Linked DNA regions of Gossypium hirsutum: region 1 is linked to region 2. The links are chromatin contacts, called in public Hi-C maps. All regions are on one chromosome and are shown on one strand. The core of a region is the stretch at or near the end of the contact, and the rest is flanking DNA. Distances in the headings are between cores, read along the strand shown. Region 1 has its middle 16 kb from the start of LOC107912789. Region 2 holds the start of LOC107912788 (arogenate dehydratase 3).

Evidence for each region. A called contact is a pair of places that touch in the nucleus more often than the background predicts.
Region 1: a contact with region 2 is called in a Hi-C map of leaf, with 1.9 times the contacts expected there. The contact joins the enhancer-like site here to the promoter of LOC107912788 in region 2. A contact is called at or near these places in 5 of 34 Hi-C or Micro-C datasets (hypocotyl, leaf and seedling).

The regions. Positions count from the first base shown.
Region 1 is chrA09:65,137,887-65,142,200 of Gossypium_hirsutum_v2.1, forward strand. No RefSeq gene overlaps it. Among protein-coding and RNA genes, the nearest start is that of LOC107912789, 16 kb to the right of the region's middle. Within about 2 kb of position 2,520, at least 1 of the 9 cell types and tissues checked has an H3K27ac peak or open chromatin away from gene starts, as enhancers often do. A contact at or near this core is called in leaf, where this site is marked.
Region 2 is chrA09:65,098,021-65,102,483 of Gossypium_hirsutum_v2.1, forward strand. It overlaps LOC107912788 (arogenate dehydratase 3), which reads right to left and starts at 2,506. Exons shown (of 1, transcript XM_016841116.2): 1 at 629-2,506. The coding sequence starts at 2,139. The coding sequence ends at 859.

The DNA of each region.
Region 1 (4,314 bases), core at 1,270-3,769, 40 kb after region 2:
GAAATGCAAGGCATACACCACATAGAACATAAATATTATTATTTTTATATAAAAAAGATATATATATATTGAAGGAAATATTTATGCATTTTAAATTAAAACCACAGATAGAAATGAAATGAGATGCTGATGTACTTGCATCATGGATATTCCCTGAATAAATACATTATACTAATATGATTGACGCACGACATAGCGACAAGAAGTTCACTAGTGTTGGCATGGTTGGTTAGACCATCTCGACAAGAACTAATATTGATGGTATTAAGATATTGCATATACTAATTGATACATATACCAGTTATAATGCTCCAAATAATTATGTGTCCTAGAAGGACAATGTGATAAAAATAAGTCTAGGGCATACTAGAAGCATAACAAACTTGTCGGTTCCATAAAAAGAACAATTCTTGAAAGAAAATAGTAAAAAATGAAGATGATCACATGTTAAAGGAGGCGGGTACTTATGAAGAGACCCAAGAAATAAGTTTTGGTAAAACCCTAGAAGAGGTTCAAGTACCTAAAATTTTGAATATAATGAGATATCTCAATCAGTTATGTTATAACTAAATATGATGGAGCTGATAAAAGAAATTATTGTCAACAATGATAATATACATAGAACACTTCAATATTATGGAAAAGTGAGGATCTTGAATGAAAATATACTTGAAAGTATTGATACGGGAACAATTCATTAAAATAAAGTGACGCTTGTATTATAACTTATGAAATGTATCTCGGACTTGAAGTCCAAATGCCCGAAAGATGTAAAGCCAAGTGGAGTAAATATTAGCATAATATCAAAAAAAAAAAACCAAGTCGTAAGATATAGAATTGACTTGTAATACAAACACTCAAAAGAGGCTTGGTTTTGGTTATAAAAAGAAATTGATTAATTTGTGGTAGATGCAAATACTAAATAAAAATATTTATTTACGTCTAATGGATTTGTATTAAGCTAATATAAATTATTTGATATAATTATCAAAAACAAAAATTCCTAAAGGATTGATGGCTGAAGCATAAAACTTTAGTTTCGTGGGAAAATCATTATACGTGAATATGAGTTTATTCATGTGTTTTTATAAATTAATGTATTTATACATATAGGCTATTATTGTTATTGTTGTTATTAATGTATCAAATATCATTAGATTTCTTGAAGAATTTCCAAGAATAATAATTATTTGGTAGATAAACTTTATAACGAAAGTATATCTAAAAATGAAATTTTGTTTTGACCTGAAAATTGACTGTTCAATAAGGACAAATGGTTACACAATGACATTATAAAGAATTACTATTGAGTACCCAATAGTGTCTATATAACCAAAATAATCAAGACTACTTTTCATGTAGATTGGAGATCTTGAAAATGAACACAAATGATCAAACAATTATGTTATAAAACAATGGTCCGTAAGTATCATTTCTTTATGTGTCTAATACACTCATTGTGTTAATAGTAATGAATGATACAATACATCATACTTTATAAAGTTGATGGCAACATCTAAAGCTTGTGAATGCAATTGAATTTTATTGTTGTGTTAATATGCATCAATTGAATTTGTTATGCACATTGATGATTTACTAATGATGAATAATATTGAATATGTTAATATTAAGTTATAAAATGATGTTCAAATAAAGGGGAGTAAAATATGCACTGTGCTTTTTTTTCTTTGATGATGTTTTATCCCATTGGGTTTTAGTCGCAAGGTTTTTAATGAGGCAACTTTATCAACGCGTATAAATATGAATATTGTACTATTTTTCTTAACTATGATTTTTTTCTCACTAGATTTTTTCTAGTAAGGTTTTAACAAGATATAGTTATTCTTTGTTAATAGATATTAAAGGGAGAGTGTTGTAAATATTATTTTAAAATATAAGTCATCATGATGTCTAAAATATTAATTTTATTATTTTAATTTTATAAAAAAAAGTAGTATTTTAGTCAAATCTTTTTGTGATAAATTTTTATAAATATATTTGATTGTAATATTTAATAAATCTTGAGTGGGTGTTGTGCAAAGCCTTTAGGCTTCCCACCAACGTTGATTGTTAAGTGAAGTCGAATTAGATAACATGTGTTGTATGTTGGCAGTTAGTTGATCTCATCCCCTCAACTTCTTTTTCCTTCTAATTCCAACAGTTTTATCAATAATTTACGCAATAAAAAAAGAAAAATGGATTAACTTTATGGAATTGAATCCAAAACAGCTAATTAAGTTCATAACATCCGGGAATTGTTGCTGAATTAGGACAAGATTTTTCGCGGTTGAAAGTCTTGTTTATATATGTTAAATTCTATGTATGGAATAAAGTTATTCAAGAGTTAAATTATTAGAGTTTGGATAAATTTAATCTAAATTAAATTAGATTTGAGATGGACTTTTGTTATCCAACACTCATACATTAATATAAACAAGAGTGATGGAAGATATGGGGAATAGCAATAGGGACAGGCTCGTGTTACACATTACCCTTCCCTTGATGGCATTTATATTCAGACTCAATTCATAAACTGTTGCAGAAAAGTTGTGGTCCAACCAGTTTTAATTGGTTTGAAGTGATTTAGGTGGAAAGTGTTCACCCAATTTGCACCGTGATGGAAACAACAACCATAGTACTATAAACATCACTAAAAACGTTGGTCTACCATATAAAACACTTGCTAGATTTTAACCCAAAGGTTTTTTTTTTTAATGTGTGCCACTTTTCGGAATTAAATGGTTATGTTGGGATTCAATTAAATTTCAAAATTAAATTAAATTGGACTCTTGAACGGGATAAATTCTTCCATCACTGTTTTCTTCATTCGTAAGATTCGAACTTAAAACTTATTTTAAGATATTTGAGCTCCTTACTACTCAATTTAATTGGAATAGCAAACTAGTTTCTTTAGTGGGATTAACTGCAAAAAATTTTTCTTTCTCCCTATCATTTCATTGATGACAATTTCAGTGACTCCAAACTTCGATATAGTTAATGTTTATTATTTCAAGTTACAACAAAACCAGATCCCTCCCTGATAGAGTATGTGAATTTTATGGATGATATTATAGTTACAGGGAGCACGGCTGGCAATATAAGTAGTTTTATTTAGTTGTTACATAAAGAGTTTTCCCTAAAGGACATGGGGGATCTCCACAACTTCTTAGGTATTGAAGTTACTCGATCTTCTATTGGGAGTCTGCACTTATGCCAGTGCAAGTGCATCAGAGAGCTTCTTGATAGGAGTTCATTGACAAATGCTAAGAGTTTAAGTTTGGTTCACTGTAATGGAATAAGACTATAATTGAATAGAGCTGTAATGGAATAAGGCTATAATGGAATAGCGCTGTAATCAGTAATTTAACTATTTAGTTGAATGGAATGGAATAGAACTGTAATAATATTCTTGTGTTTGGTTGAATGGAATGATGTAGTAATAGCATAAAGAAAAAAATTAAAATGACCAAAATACCCTTAGCAAAATTTTTTTAGGTAGATGATTATTGTTATTCTTATTAAATTTTAATAAGATTATTATTAAAAATAATTTAATAAATATAATAAATAATTTAACCATATTTTAACATAATTATTATTAAATATAATTTAATAAATAATATATAGTTTGATAAAATTCTTAATATAATTATTATTATATGAATTAAAAAATCATAATATATAATACTATAAAAATAATATATAATCTACTTTATTATATTTAAATTGCAATACATATTTAATGTGCTAAAATATCATTAGTGAAACAAATAATTTAATCATTCTATAATAAAAAACAAAATATTAGAAGTAATAAATAACTTGACAATTATATTTCACATCCAAACATAGCATTCATATATTAACAAAAAGTTACATGATTTCATTAGTTTATATGTCATAATCCATATGTTATAAAATTTTACAACCTCAAAAAGTTACTACATTGTAATGATATTCTATAATGTCATTATACCATCCAAATATTCATATATTATACCAATAGCCCTCGCACTGCAAATGTAGCACCCCAAACCCGGCCCAGACGTTATGACCGGATCCGACATGCGTTCAAAACATTTTATATTATTGGTCCAGAAAAACTTACTTAGTGTTTTAAAAGATAATTTCATTATAGGTTAAAGTGAATGGAAGCTGTGCACCAGGTAGGAAACCGGAAAAGAGGTGGTGAGTCCATCAGACTGCTTAAGTACCAAGCTCCCTTCGGATCCAATCCTAGACATGCATACCGCCATTGCCACACCTTAACGTCATGAATATTTTTAGGAAACCGATTTGATTAAGTCATTTTTA
Region 2 (4,463 bases), core at 1,256-3,755:
AACTTGTTGGGTTGATTTTTATGTTTTTACAACGTTTATGTTAATTGTTTTAGGTAATCATTTACGATGTTAAAAGTTATTGGTCAGGAAATGCCGACGTAGGTAAGCGAGAGATGAGGAAGGGTTGGTAGGTATGAAGTTCAACTACAAAAAGTAAAGCAAGGCCACATCTCTCACCTACCACACCCCATTTTAGAATCATGTTCATGTTCATGCTCTTTCCCCATTTTTTGTCTTATTCTCACCAAACCCCCTTTTCTTCCCATTTTCCATCACTTCCTTCAACCCAAGGAAGCAGAAATGGTTTTCCATTTTGAATTCGGGTATTAAAAATAAAAAATGGGAGAGAGTTTGTGTAGAAAAAAAAAAGAAAACAAAGAGTTTATACAGGATAAACAATCACGAACTTCAAACATTAACCATGAACAAAGAATTTATGGATGGATTTTTGTTAATAAGATTTTATGGTTAAGTGGTAGTAGATATGATGAATTCCATCCTATTATAGTTGGTTTTGTTAGTTGAGTATTTTTTTATATTAAATATAATTATGATTGTAGTTTTATGGAATCATGTTATTTTAAAAATAAAAAAAGAAAAGAAAAAAAAGAAATGGGACAACTTAAAATTTTGGAAGGACTTGATTGGACTATATTATAAAAGTATTTACCCAACAAATAATAACAGCAACGACGGCAACAACAATTTCTTTTGGCCTGTTGTCAAATCCATCGGTGAATTAAAAATTCTCATAATAATAACCAAAAAAAAAAGGTAAATTAAAATTGATTTTCACAATATCCTTTTTGTGCAAATAATTCCTTTTTCTTTTTTTTTTTTTTACTTTCATAGGTTTTGTTAATCTCCGCTGGAAGGGCACCAAGGCGTCATATCCATTGGGTAACTGCCCAATACCCTCAAGAAAGAAGTGAACTCCTGGACCTCAGCCAACGCGTTTTGGGCTCTAACCTCTGCCATCGACGCTTCGAAATCCACGTAGAACATATACTCGAAATGCTTGGCGGTTCCAACGTTGGCGTCATCTACCAACCGGATCGGCCTATTGCGGTGTGGCCGGGATTCGATTTTCGTCAAACTGATATTCCTAAACGCAAAAGCTGATAGTACTTTGAAAAGCACGCTCGTCCCTTTATCGTGCGCGAATACGATGCTCGTTTTGAATGGCCGGTCCGTGCGAGGGATGATTGGCTCCCGAGCTAACATAACGAAGCGCGTCACATTACTCGAATCGTCTTGGATACCATCGGCTAGGATTTGAAGTCCATAAAGTTCAGCGGCGCGTGCGCTTGCTATGGCGGCGGTGTCACGAAGGTTGTTGGCCGCTATGTACTCCGCGGCTCCGGCGGTGTCATCGACAGCTTCACGCGTGACGTTGAGTCCGAGTTTGGTGAGCGTGTGTTCACACTGGGAGAGAGCTTGTGGATGAGAAATGACTCGTGCAAGGTATTCTTTCCTAACACCTGGGAGAGCTAATAAACAGTGGTGCACTGGGAGTTGGACTTCGCCGACGATGTGGAGTCGGTGTCGGAGGAGGAGATCGTAGTTCCGATGAATGGAACCTCCTAGTGAGTTCTCCACCGGTAAAACAGCTCGATCGGCGATCCAAAGCTCAACCGCTTGGAATGCGACTTCAAACTGGTCACAAGGGATCGCTTCGCAATTAGGATAAGCTTTCCCAGCGGCAGCTTCGGAGTAGGCCCCGGGGACTCCTTGGTAAGCCACGCGCAACTGAGAGCCGTGCATCGGAGCAGGGGAGAGGTCGGTGATGGTTAAGGGTTTCTGTGTAGGTGGTTGAGGCTTGTTGTTTGTTTCAATAGGGACAAGGTTAAGATCTATGGAAGTTTTATGACCATTGACGGCGGCAGCAAGGTGGTCCGAGTTGGAAGGAGCAGTGGATTTGTCACCGGAACCTTGATCTTGCGAAAAGACCTTGCTAGAAAGAATAGCGCAAGAGCTCTGCCAATCAGCGCGGTTTAAACCGACTCCATTAGGGAATTGAACGGAGTCATTGTGATAAACGCAACGGATAAAGGAGCGAGTCAACTGATGGAACCGGCGAGGCTTGGAAGGACGAATGACAGAAGAATTAAGATTTTGTGTAGGAGAAACCGCCTGCATATTTATGTATTTCGTAATAAATAAATAAATAAATAAAGCGTTTCCTTCAAAAAAACCAAAAAGAAAAGAAAAGAACAAAAAGAGGAGAGGGAATGGAGATAAGCTTGGTGTTCTCTTGAAGAAGCGAACGTCAAGCTGAGAGAAAAGAAAGGGAAGAGAGGGATTTTTATATGAAGAAAGGAGAGGGGATGGAGCATGTGGAGGTGGTTCTGTCAGTCTCACACCTACCCACCCTTCTGCTCTTCCCTCCGCTTTATCTTTTACATTTTCCACTTTGAATTTAAAACAAATTTTCAATTTTCTTGTGGAGCTGCTGCTTCTGTCTACCTAACCCCCCCTTATCTTTTGCTTTTTCCATCTATGCATTTTTTTTTATTTTCTAATTTATTCATCTTCAGTACAAATATATATATAATTACCAACCATTATAGTTTAAATAAAATATAATTAATATTCATTTAAGTTTTTCTTTTCATTTAAAAAATAAGGAAAATGTTTTTTTTATTAGAAAAAAATCAAGAGGGAGGAACTGGGTCAATCTCACACCTACCGTCTTCCTCTTCATCTTTTTTCATTGTTGAATTATATATTCACTTCTAAATATACTTTACTTGCTCACATGTTAGATTTTTTTTCTTCGTTTTTAAATAAATTAGACCAAAGCTTTCGGGCAATTTACTAAAAAAAACTCTTTTATTTCGTTATTTATCGAAATGGTCTGATTTTTTATTATTTACAGGAAATGACCATTTTTCCTGAAAGCGCGTCCACGTCAGCGCGAAGTCAGAGTACGTGTCAACAAAACGCTCCCTTAAGAAAGCGTTTTGTCCCATTTTTTAAGGTTAGGATTTTTTATTATTTTAGGGTTAGAATTTTTAAGATTTAGGGTTTTAGTGTTTTTTAAGAGAAAATTAATTTAATAAGAGTTAATGGTCAATTAATTAAATTAACTATGAAATTAAAAAAATTAATTAAATTAGGGTTTAGGGTTTTTGAGGGTTAGGATTTTTGATTGTTTTATGATTAGAGTTTTAGTGGTTTAGGGTTTTAGTGTTTTTAAGGGAAAATTAATTTAATTAGAGTTGAGGGTTAATTAATTAAATTAACTATGAAATTAGAAAAATTAATTTAATTAGGGTTTAGGATTTTTAAGGTTAGGTTTTTTTATTGTTTTAGGATCGAGGTTTTAGTGGTTTAGGGTTTTAGTGCTTTTTTAGGAAAAAATTAATTTAATTAGAGTTGAGGGTTAATTAATTAAATTAACTATAAAAATAAAAAAATCAATTAAATTAGAGTTTAGGATTTTTTTAAGGTTACAGTTTTTGATTGTTTTAAGATCAGGGTTAGGTTTAGGATTTTAGTGTTTTTTAAGGGAAAAATTAATTTAATTAGAGTTGAGGGTTAATTAATTAAATTAACTATGATAATAAAAAATCAATTAAATTAGGGTTTAGAATTTTTTAAGGTTAGGGTTTTTGATTGTTTTAGGATTAGGGTTTTAGTGGTTTAGGGTTTTAGTATTTTTAAGGGAAAACTTAATTTAATTAGAGTTGAGAGTTAATTAATTAAATTAACTATGAAATTAAAAATAATCAATTAAATTAGGGTTTAGGGTTTTTTTAAGGTTTATTAATTAAATTAACTATTAATTACGGAAAAAAGCTCTCACGTGGATGCTCTTTTGCTATAGTAGTATCTGAAAAAATAAATTTGAGAAGATGTTTTTGAACAAATAGTGTCAAAAACGCTTCAAGAAGGATGCACTGTTAGGAAAATTACGGAAAAAAGTTCTCACGTGGACGCTCTTTTGCTATAGTAATATCAGATAAAATAATTTTGAGAAGATGTTTCTGAACAAATAGTGTCAAAAACGCTTCAAGAATGATGCACTGTCAGCAAAATTACGGGAAAAAGCTCCCACGTGGACGCTCTTTTGCTACAGTAGTATCTGATAAAATAATTTTGAGAAGATGTTTCTGAACAAATAGTGTCAAAAACACTTCAAGAAGGATGCATTGTCAGTAAAATTATGGAAAAGAGCTCCCACGTGGACGCTCTTTTGCTACAGTAGTATTTGAAAAAGCCTTAGACTATAAATGAGGTAAATTTCATTCTCAGGTTGCATAAGTTACAGCAAGAGAAATTGAGGCTAAAGTAAAATAGAAACTGAAGATGAGTGAACGTGTTAGTGTTGTTATTTACTATGATGGCGAGGTCCGTGACACCGAGAATGGCGTTTTTTTTATCGGAGAGCACAACGCGACTGGTTTTTAACCAGAACATAGATTTGACAGAATTTCATAAAAGAATTAGGCGTAAAATCT